Regions from separate parts of the Danio rerio genome. Here region 1 is linked to region 2. Evidence: chromatin contacts called from public Hi-C data. All regions are on one chromosome and are shown on one strand. Each heading gives the region's core, a stretch centred on a gene start, on an enhancer-like site or on the middle of the called end of the contact. The rest is flanking DNA. Distances are from core to core; before and after follow the strand shown. Region 1 holds the start of mad2l1 (MAD2 mitotic arrest deficient-like 1 (yeast)). Region 2 holds the start of sirt3 (sirtuin 3).

Evidence for each region. Hi-C and Micro-C count contacts between places; a contact is called where the count stands out from the background.
Region 1: a contact with region 2 is called in a Hi-C map of hematopoietic stem cells, with 2.7 times the contacts expected there. The contact joins the promoter of mad2l1 here to the promoter of sirt3 in region 2. A contact is called at or near these places in 5 of 18 Hi-C or Micro-C datasets (caudal fin, embryo, hematopoietic stem cells and 1 more) and 2 of 4 datasets of contacts at active chromatin or transcription factors (caudal fin and embryo).

What each region holds. Positions count from the first base shown.
Region 1 is chr7:58,626,064-58,632,179 of GRCz12tu, forward strand. mad2l1 (MAD2 mitotic arrest deficient-like 1 (yeast)) reads right to left here and starts at 3,715. Exons shown (of 5, transcript NM_001017739.1): 1 at 3,543-3,715; 2 at 2,314-2,460. The coding sequence starts at 3,606.
Region 2 is chr7:58,497,922-58,503,555 of GRCz12tu, forward strand. It overlaps sirt3 (sirtuin 3), which reads right to left and starts at 3,207. Exons shown (of 8, transcript NM_001080174.1): 1 at 3,051-3,207; 2 at 2,714-2,810. The coding sequence starts at 3,141.

The DNA of each region.
Region 1 (6,116 bases), core at 2,465-4,964, 130 kb after region 2:
ATGCCCTTTCAGCCGCAACCCATCCCTGGGAAACATCCACACACACACTACGGACAATTTAGCTTACCCAATTCACCTGTACTGCATGTCTTTGGACTGTGGGGGAAACCGGAGCACCCAGAGGAAACCCACGTAAAGGCAGGGAGAACATGCAAACTCTACACAGAAACGCCAACTGAGCCGAGGTTCGAACCAGCAACCCAGCGACCTTCTTGCTGTGAGGCGACAGCACTACCTACTGCACCACTGCCTCGCCCATTTACTACTTTAAAATATTATAAATGTTTCTCAAAATAAAATATTTCATGTTCAAAGGGGGGAAAAAAAGTTTTTTTTCTTACCCAGTTATTTAAAAAGAATGCATTAATTACAGTAATTACAATAATTACAATAATTCTTATTGTGAATGATGCCTTTTTGCAAAAAATGTAGGAAGAAAAAACACTATGTTATTTAAGAAAAAAAATAATAATAATTTTACGGCGCTATTGTTTTCAATTGCATAATCTGGGTGCTCCGCTTCCGGTGCTCCATCAGTTTCTATTGTAAATGCAGGACAAACAAACATACAAAACAATGATACGATGCCACAATATGCAACTTCTGCTTGTAATTTTTCAGACAAAGGAATGCTGGTTTTCATTATTGTTTCTATCACATTTACTGATATAATCTGGTTTGTTAGTTTATTGTTTCGTATTGCTTTCTCGCTACAATTAATTCGCTCCAAAGCTTGTTCTATCAAGCCGAGACCACGTGATTCAGGCGATCTCGGACTGATTGTTTTGATGTGTATCAGCACAATTGCTGGATTCACATATGTCAAACGAACCGCGCTAACGAGTCAAACGCACCATGTTTAGAAACAAACATTTAGATGTGAAAGCACCCTAAGTGAAATTGACGTTGAGAACAGATCAAACAAACATGCCGATACTAGCCAAAATCAGTGGGTTCATTGCTGATGCAGAAATTCTGAACTTACTGTTCGATGTGAAACAGCTCTCTGTTAATGAGTGGTGAAACTTTCTCCATCAGTGACTGATTAACATTGGCATGATCAAATACTGTCATTATATTGTGAATTTATCATTATTTTGCATCCTCATTTGTCCCACATTTACAATAGAAACAGATGGAGCACCAGAGGCAGAGCAACAAGATTATACACCAATGATCCAAGTAATTTTTTTTTTTACATACTTCACAAACCAGCATCATTTACATTATATTAAGACATACAAGTGTTGAAAACCAGTGTTTGCTTTAAAGAAAATATTGTGCTTCTAATTTTAACTGCTACATGGATTTTACTAACAATCTATAAAAACCCTTGATAAGAAATTAGTTCAATATCACCATTGTTTAATATTAAAGAAATACAACCGGCATAGTTGGGAAAATTTAGATAAATATGTACATATCTGTTTAATGTTTAAGACTTAACATAACCCAACTTCACCATTAAATCAGTTTGTAAATATTAGAACGACTGCTCACAGAACTACTAGAGGTGACAGAGGGGACTGCATTATTCCTCTCAAAAAAAGTAAATTCAGTCAATCTGTATTTTCAGTGAAAGCTGCTAGGAAATGGAACTCCATCCCACCAACAATTAGAAGATCATGCACTTTTTGTTCTTTTCAGTCTCATGTTAAAAATTGGTTACAGACAAATCAGCATTGTCAGCATTAATACTGTATTCTTGACACATTTGTACTGTTGTCTTTGGCTTTTTGTCCTCTGCTGCCATCAGTCTGTTCTTTTTTTTCCTTTACTTTTTTAACTGTATATTTTACATGAAAGTGTATTTAATGTTTAATATTGTGCTTCTATTTTAGGTGTGACTTTAACATTCTGTAAGGGGTCTACGGATGAAAAATAGCCATTCTTGGCTAATTCTGGCACATTTTACAGTAATGTTTACTAATGTGCATTGACCCTGTAAACAAATAAACTTAACTAAACTAAAAACTATAAATGTCTAGGAAAATAGGCTAATAGATAAGAAATTTCAATGTTTATTAATGGCATAAGACGCATTCCATTAAATAATAATTTAATGCCAAAACCAACTCTTCACTTGCATTTGTTTCGATGCTTGGTGATTTTCGTGTTATTTAGCTATGACAACAAACACTGCAATCCTGGACCATTTGACATTGACATTTCATTATCATCCAGTGCTTAAAGTCCCTATTACTCATGCCTTCAATGTATGCATCTCCTACTACACTTCATAGCTACTGTTGAAATTAACAGTCATAAATGTAAACTATATTTCTTCCCTTGGACACGTGGGTGAAAACCAACCTTTGAGTTGTGAGATGACATTGGTGAGGTAATTCTTCAGTTTGGTATCTGTGGTCAGTTGAAGGCTCATGTCATACTGTGTGACTCTGGTGAAGGTCTCTGCTGGGTAAATTCCTCGCTGGTACAGGATGCTGTTGATACCAAATGCTGCAAATAACAAAGATCTGTTTTATAATAAAAAAGGCAAATGCACACATATTTAAATGTAGTTCATTTTCCAAATAAACTACTCAGTGTGCAACATATTTGACACCGAATTTCTCAAAATGATCACCATTATAAAAACATTGCAAAAAAAAAAATAAAATAAAAACCAATCTACAACATGTCTTATGACTAGGCCCACATGGAATCTGCGCGCACAGAAATCTGTAATTATTAGCCCATCGAGTCCATATGTTTAGTTGTGTGTAAATCTAAGTTCATTTATATATCTTCGTTTTTTATTAATTTCAGTAGTATTATCGATTAAAATAAAAACGTTAATATGATAAACTTAAAGTAATAATATCCATCTTTTTGCAGATATATGGTAGCAATATTATATGAGAATTGCTTTGTTTACCAAATAAACGGATCTAATAGGACTTGCATTGTAAACATTAAAGTTAAACATTTTGTTATGATTTACCCAAAATCATTTGGCATAAATCTGCAGATTTTTCACAATATACTACACAGAAATAGCAAAGAAATGTGCGCAGATTCTATCTGGCCCTACTTATGACATTCAAATGTATTGTTTATCAAGCAAATTCATGTATTATATATTTGAATAAAAGTCTAGATTTTCATATATTGACAGTCATGTTTTAAAACAAACACCATCTGAACTTAAAACTATATTTCTTTCGTGTATTTTAAAAGAAAACTTGTGATTTGTAAGTGAAACTTTTGCATCAAGCTTTTTCTGGAACACTGAAGATGTTTAACGTTAACTTAACTTACTAAGTTAACGAACGTTACTTCGTTTAGTTACTGCCTCTAGTAATAACGTAACATTATGTGTTATATTTCCATTCTGAGCCATAAAAAAATATCAAATATGCAACTCAAACACGTGTGACGTTAAATTTGCGATAAACAGCAGCGCAAAAATAGAGAATAGTGACTGTACGGGACGTTAAAAAGCAATGGCCCGAAACAGAATCTTCAGACTCCTCACGACGCCACTCGCTTTCACCATTCACGCATCACAACGCATTCACGTGCCCAAAAACATTACTTACAGAAAAACTCAGCAACAAGCTCCGCGCTCCCCTTCAGCGTGATTCCCTTCAGCGTCTTCGACATCTTGAATGTTAAGTTTGGTTGAATCTGACTTCAGTCCTTGCTGCTTCTTGTGTTTTTCTTTTTAACCGCCGACTAGTTTGAATCTAGATGCTGCGTATGGCGGAAGCTTATACGTCATCACGTCAAACCCGGAACTACGTTGTTCAAATTTTTCCTTCTTCAGTTTTATGGCGGGGATCACTTGATTATCGCCACCTACTGCATTGAAGAAAAAAATAAATAAACAAAAATCTGTTCTCCTAAGATACACAGACCCTCTATCTGCATAAGTAAATATATAATTGAAGCTTTAGCTCATATATTCCAACCTACTTTTTTCAGTATTCCCATCCAAGTATTTCTTGTTCCTTCAGTATCTCAAGTGCAAATAACATGTTGAATCTCCTGTTCTACATTTCTGACAAAATCCTGTTGAAGGTTTATTTATTTGTGGTATTATTCAGCATAGTGTGTTCCACTATTCATCATGTTAGAATATTTTGCTTCTTTGCCTTTTTTATAGGCTATGAGTACAAAACATGCTGAAACAATTAATAAAAATAAATAAATAAACAAAGAAATAAATAAATCCATAAATTCCAGCATAAATATGTAAATAAATAAATATGCAAATGAATAAATAAATATGCAAATAAATACACAAATGTTTATAAAAATTCACAAATTCCTACTTGAATAAATATTTAAATAATTAATAGTGCGGGCAGGTAAATAATTAAAAAAAATTAAACGAATACTGGGGAAATAAGAAAATGCTAAGCTAAGTTTTTTTTTTTCACCCTTTCAAACATTTATTCATTCTTGAGCGTAGTTTGCGTATTAACATGCTAGTGAGAGGCTGCTTGTCAGTCATCAAAAGGGGGTCATCGATCGTTAAAAATAAATTGCATTGGATTTTTTGACAGGTTCATGTTGATTGACAGACAGCTTCTCAGCATGTTGACCTGAGGAAAAAGTAAATATGCAGCTATGTTCAAGAATAAATACATGTTTAAGAGAGAGAGAGAGGGGGGGGGGGGGGGGGGCAGTGTGTACATAGTGAAGTCAGAAATATTAGCCCCCCTGAATAATTAACTGTACTTTCGGTCGTCTTCATCAAAACTGATTAAAAATTGGTATAATCTACATACAAATTAGCTTACATACAAAGTTTAAAAGATGTAACACTTAAATTGGCTAATAACACTTCAGACATAATTAACACATTAGTAAATTGCAATATAGATAGTTGTTTCCAATTCTTCAAGAGTCCAGGTCCACTCAAAAGGTCTCCATGACCTCTGGCCTGGCTGGGTAGATCTTGAGGAGACAAATCATTTAACACATTTAAAGCAATCACACACATATTACCCCAGTTTTACACTGAAGCGGGATGAGGTCATGAAATAGTCCAGGCCCCTTAACATTCAACTTTATTAGTAATCATTAAAACAAAAGAAAGGATTGTGTTACTCCATCTAGGAGCGGACATCCACCAGGAAATCCATGCCATCCATCTATTATTACAGGATTGTCCAATGTTAGATGTCAATTGTATGCCATTTTGACACCATGGTAGTTAGTTAGTCGTTGTTGCGATGTTGGAGCATGAGGGTGAATTTAGCACTAAAAATTGGAGGCAGGATTTAATTTAAACTGCAAGTCAAGTGCTTTGCACACCTGGCAACCCAGGCTGGGCTTGGGAGTTGTGCGTGTCACTCGTTTGCTTGGGTGAGTGTGACATAACCACTTTTGTTTTCTTTTTACCAGAGTTCAGTTTCTTTTACCTGCCGCGTCCAACACAGGCTACAACTGCAGCCACAAACATTAACCATGCTTCAAATCCATGTGATAGAATGGCACCTCAGATATACTAAAAGCCATAATCGTCGTGAACCCAAATGGAATTAAGACATGTAGAGTATTCCTATTTCAGTTACACTATTGAAGAGCTAAGTGCAGAGTGAAGGCCGTAATCAAACTATTACCATCATGTAGGTTCTTTTAGCCACATTTTGCGACAGGATAAAAACACACACATGGCTGTTTGACACTACTCTCTGCACCTACTGAATCAGTAAAAGACCACAAACACATTTCAAAAGCTTAGTCCACACTACAGGATTTTTAGCCTGATTTGAGCTCGATTTGGAAGTTAACAAGCTCGCAGACAGGGCTGTGATCAGGGAAAAATCTGCGGGTGCTTGGCACTCAGCAGTCTTAATGTGTGAACTACTGACCAACGCATCAAAGAGGCTTGTTGAAGCGTTTCCGACACCTCAGAGACAGAAATCCAATATCTAGCAAGCTTAATATTCCAGATGTGCCCCCACATGCGGTCAGATGTAGTGACGAGCTGCAGCCAATGAGAGATCATATCAGCATGAGCTGAATGGTCGTGTGCTCAGGAGCTCAACAGAAACATCTGTGATTGGCCAGAATGGATATCGATGCACTTGCTTTATTCTACGTTAACACGGACACCAGAGTAAGCTATTAACAGTGAAACTAGAATTCTGTAACTATTAGAA
Region 2 (5,634 bases), core at 1,957-4,456:
CACAATATATATATATATTATTTAAAGAAACACCTATAATGTTTTGGAACAGTAAACATGTCAAGCTAAATAGTTAAAATGAATCATTAACTTCTGCTGTATTCATTAGTTTCAATAACATAGATTACAACACATAAAATCTTACATATACCTTGGGAACGGTAAAACAGAACATTTTAGCTATAATAAAACCTTGACTTTTCCAAACCGCGGTAAATCTTGAACCCGGTTATCCTCCCATGCCTATACATGGCATATCTAAAATAGAGTTTTATGTATTTTCATCATATAACTATTTTTAAAAGTCATAATTAATCAAATATATTGACAAGTAATTATACTACTATTAATGTATCAAAAACATATTGTAAAAAATTACGAGAAAGGAATATCAACATCACTTCCAGAGATTCCTGCCACTGCAAGTGACATCATTTTGAGCTTTTTCTCAGTGCTTTACATATTTTAATGCCTTTTAATAAACAATGAAGCAAAGTTTACTGTAGCAGTATGTAGGGACAGACACAAAATTAATATTTTTATGATGACTATAAAAATACTTTAATAAAAATGACTGCATTAAAAATTACTATAATCACACTGCAATAGGTGATTAACTGAAATTATAAATAATACAGAAGTTTCATGCAAATATTTAACTCAGTAGAGTAAACACAAAAAAAATAAATTTGACTTAGTTATTTCATGATAATTGAAGCTGAATGTTTGCTTCAGGAGGTGGAGACAGATGAAAATAATTGAGGTAAAGTTAATTCTATATACTGATTCTATATAGTGAATCAAAGTAGCAGCCAATGACTATCAAAGGAAAACATTGTTCACAGTCAAATAAATAGTGCTAATGTTGTTTTGAAGTCATACTTGCATGTGCTTTCAGACCAAATACAGTTAGGTCAATAAATATTTAGACATAGAATCAATTCTAAGATTTTTATCTCTTTACACCAACACAAAGGATTTGAAATTAAATGAACATGATGTGCTTTAGCTGATGACCTTTTATCTGCTCATTGAAATTGAAATATGAGTGAATAACACACACCTGGCCATGGAACAGTTTAGAAGCCAACTGTCCAATTACTTTTGGACCCTTGACAAGTGTGAGGCACATACGCAAACTGTTATAATTCCAACACAGTTCATCTGATTTGGATGTAAATACCCTCATATTAAAGCTGACAGTCTGCAGTTAAAGCACATCTTGTTTATTTCATTTCAAATCTATTGTGTTGGTGTATAGAGCCAAACATGTTAGAATTGGGTTGACGTCCAAATATTTATGGACCTAACTGAATTTGTACCAAAAATATAAAGTACTATAGTAAACAATATAGCAAGCATGTTAAAAGTTGTCACAGAGCAAATGTGGGCATATAAAACTAACTTTACCTCGACTTGAGAATAAGTTTAATTGGACTCTTTAAATTAATAATTTGATGACAAAATGTCACTAAATACACACACAAATCTACTTTTTTACATATAGCTTGATATATTAGGTAAATCTTTTAAAAGGGTTTTTATTAAATTTAGAATTTGTAAAAATAATAAAAGGTTTATCTTTAGATACTCACCCGCTTACTCCATATTTACAAAGAGGCTGTGATGTGATTTGTTATAAAAATAAACATGATAAAAGTTGGTGATTACATTTTCTCTGATAAGAGCTGCAGAACATTGTATCTCCCAATGCAAACACCATTACATACTGTATAGAGCATTTTGAGAGATGTAAACAATAACAATGGTCCTGATGTATTTTTTGTTTTACATTTTAAATTTCCATAGCTTCTGAGAGTCCAAAAAGTTCCATATATTGATGAATAAAGTTACAATAACTATTATAACATAAAGTTATGATTGAATCTTGTTGTTACAGATATGAAATAGTTTGACAACAAGCAAGAAATATTCGTAGGCCAACGACATGAACACATTAAAATGGTCTAGAGTGCAAATTCTAAGTTTGGTTTGGAATTTATCTGAACTTAAAATGACATTAACACAAATCATCCACCATTTTTCACTGTCAAGTGACATACAACATTAGCTTTGTGGTAAATAATAAATATTCTCCTGTTTCCTTAAGGGGCAGAAAAGTGTTCAGTAGGTGTACAGAATCACATCTGATGTAGTAAGCCTGCAGGACACTTCTCACATAATATTTTAAGAATACAATGCATTTAGCCATACTATCAAGCTCACATATTATTTCTTGCATACTCTTCTAAATAATACAGTAGTAGGCATATTTGGATGCAGATAATCTCTGATCTGAATACCTTTATTTAGCTACTTTAGGTATATTTAATTACAAATAATGTTAAAATCTGCATTGAGGTAAAGTTGGTTTTATAATCACACATTTGGACTTTCTCCTTAATAATATCATTTTAGTAAGTATTCTTTGCAAATTTCAAATATATGAGCATCCAATGACTATCAAAGTACAACATTGTTCACAATCAATTAAATAGTCCTTATGTTGTTTCCAAGTCATACTTGCATACAATTTCAAGCCGAATATTTGACCATGGTAAACAAAATAGGAAAGTTGTCACTGAATGAATGTGCGAATATAAAACCAACTTTACCTCAATAAACTCTGCACCTTAGTGACCCCCAAAAACAGATTTGTAATTCTCCAATGTATACATTTCAGTTCTTTAGCAGGATTATATGCAATACTTACGGGCAATAAATGAACTGTGAAAGAAATGCAGCACCCTTCTGTGCATGAGGGAAATGTGACAGAGTCTTTTGATGAACGAGCTTTGTTCTTGACAGATCTGAGGAAAAGCATCATTTTAACTCTCTCTCCAACCACTGAATCAAAAAGAAACACCAGCATTACAGACAACGCACTTAAAAAAGCAAACCTTTCAAACGTCTTATTAAAATATTGTTTACAGTTGATAATTAATTAATTAACTAGTACGTATGCAGACAACCACGATCGACTGTAAAGACTTTGGGATTGTGAAATGTAAAGCAGGAACATAATGTGTAGGTCAATAAGAAGAATATACTCTGTGTAGTAGTCAATCCTCTTCTCCATAAGAGATTCTCTGCAAAACAGCGTCTGCAAACACTTGGCAAAAAGGTATTTAAGTACAGCATAATTGACTACAGCAAGGCTCCTGCTTTGTTAAAAGGCGCACATTATTGCATCGAATCTGTGCTTGTAAACAAACATGAAGGAACAGCAGCGTGAGGCTGTGACGCGCTTATTACCGTAATACATATACTGCGATTCCCAAAAAGCAGAGTCGGTAAAATAACATTAATTGTACGTTTTTATATATTCCTTCAGCAAAAATATAGTGTATCGACAAAACATTGTTTTTTATGGTTACTGTGTGGTTGCAAAATAAGTTTTTTGTTTAACTAATTTAGGTCAAAATTTAAAGTGAGACATTACTACAGTCTTTACAGTTGGAACCCGCTTTGACGTTGTTTCGTTCTTGCTGATGGAACTGCAATGCCAGCGTAAACAAAATTTAATTTAAATGTAGTAATGCTCAAAAATTCTTCATAATAAAATATACAAATTTTATATAATTATCATGTAAATTTAATAAAATATATAACGTTTTTAATTTTCCCCAGATTGCTTATAGATTAACGTTGTGCATTGCTAGATCTTTACTGTTGGTCATGGACTGCGTTAACATTATATCTTGATTTTAAGCAAAAATGTGTTTATGAACACTCTTCTTGTTTAACACAAGTTTACAACTGGACGTCTTGTCTGTCACTAATAGTCGGACTTTAATTTTGCTTTCTGGACTGAAGGAGATTGTCAAATCCGCGCTACTTTTAACTACTTGCCAGTAGTTGTTTTAGTTTGACATAATGCATTAATTATATTGATATATATTTAAATACAGACAATTGTGTGGTGAAATATTTTAATATTATTGGGCTAGTTTCGGGCTCTTTTTGACTGGGTTCTGTGATACTTTTGTTGTGAAAACCTGGCAACCGGGAGCATTCATCAGTCTGAAGAATGGCCTGAAGAAGGAAAACCCATTTATTTATTCATTCATTTTCTTTTCAGCTTAGTCCCTTTATTAATCTGGGGTCAACTTATCCAGCATTTTTTACGCAGCGGATGCCCTTGCAGCCGCAACCCATCACTGGGAAACATCCATACATTCTCATTCGCACACATACACTATAGGGTCATATTTAGCCAAGTGGTACTCACTGCAGAGCCACTTGGCCAGAGCTGAGCTCTTATAGGAGGAGGAGTTGGAGCTCAGTACAGGTGAATTGTCCATAGTGTATGAGTGTGAATGAGTGTGTATGGATGTTTCCCAGAGATGGGTTGCAGTTACCCAGAGATGGGTTGCAGTTACAATGCTATTATATATATATATATATATATATATATATATATATATATATATATATATATATACAGTTGAAGTCGGAATTATTAGCCCCCCTGTTTATTTTTTTCCCTGTTTTCTGTTTAACGGAGAGAAGATTTTTTCAACACATTTCTAAACAATATAAGTTGAGTTTTTATGAGTTTTAATAACTAATTTCTAATAACTGATTATTTTTATATTTGCTATGATGACAGTACATAATATTTGACTAGACATTTTTCAAGTCACTTCTATACAGCTTAAAGTGACATTTAAAGGCTTAACTAGGTTAATTAGGTTAACTAGGCAGGTTAAAGTAATTAGGCAAGTTATTGTATAACGATGGATTGTTCTGTAGACTATCGGAAAAGAAATTTGCCTAAAGAGGCAAATAATTTTGTCCTTAAAATGGTTTTTAAAAAATTATTAACTGCTTTTATTGTAGCCAAAATAAAACAAGCAAGACTTTCATTAGAAGAAAAAATATTGACAGACATATTGTGAAAATTTCTTTGCTCTGTTAAATATATATATATATATATATATATAGCAAGGACATTTTCACAGTATGTTTGATCATATTTTGTCTTCTGGAAAAAGTCTTATTTGTTTCATTACGGCTAAAATAAAAGCAGTTTTTAAACAACATTTTAAGGACAAAATTATTAGCCTCTTTAAGCTTTTTTTATTTATTTATTTTTTATAGTCTACAGAATAAACCATCAATACACAATAACTTGCCTGATTACCCTAACCTGCCAAGTTAAGCTGAATACGAGGATCTTGAAAAATATTGTCAAATATTATTTAATGTCATCATGGCAAAGATAAAATAAATCAGATATTAGAAATGAGTTATTAAATCTATTATGTTTAGAAATGTGTTGAAAAAAATCTCCACTCCATTAAACAAAAAACAGGGGAAAAAATAAACAGGGGTGCTAATAATTCTGACTTCAACTGTATATAGCATTTTGTAAAGAATATGCTTTTGTAAACTGTTTATATTATGATAAATAAAGGGAAAGATCTTTGTAGTCAGATGATAATACAAGTTAATGAAAACTTGAAGGTAATGAAAATCAAACACTGTGATCAAAAATGATGATTTAATTGATGTGTTGCAATAAACAGTTGTTTTCTTTTTACATGCAAGGCATAATGAATGTACATAGCTCTGTATTGTAAATTATTTAACTATATCCTATTATTATTACTATTATTATTATTATTGCTA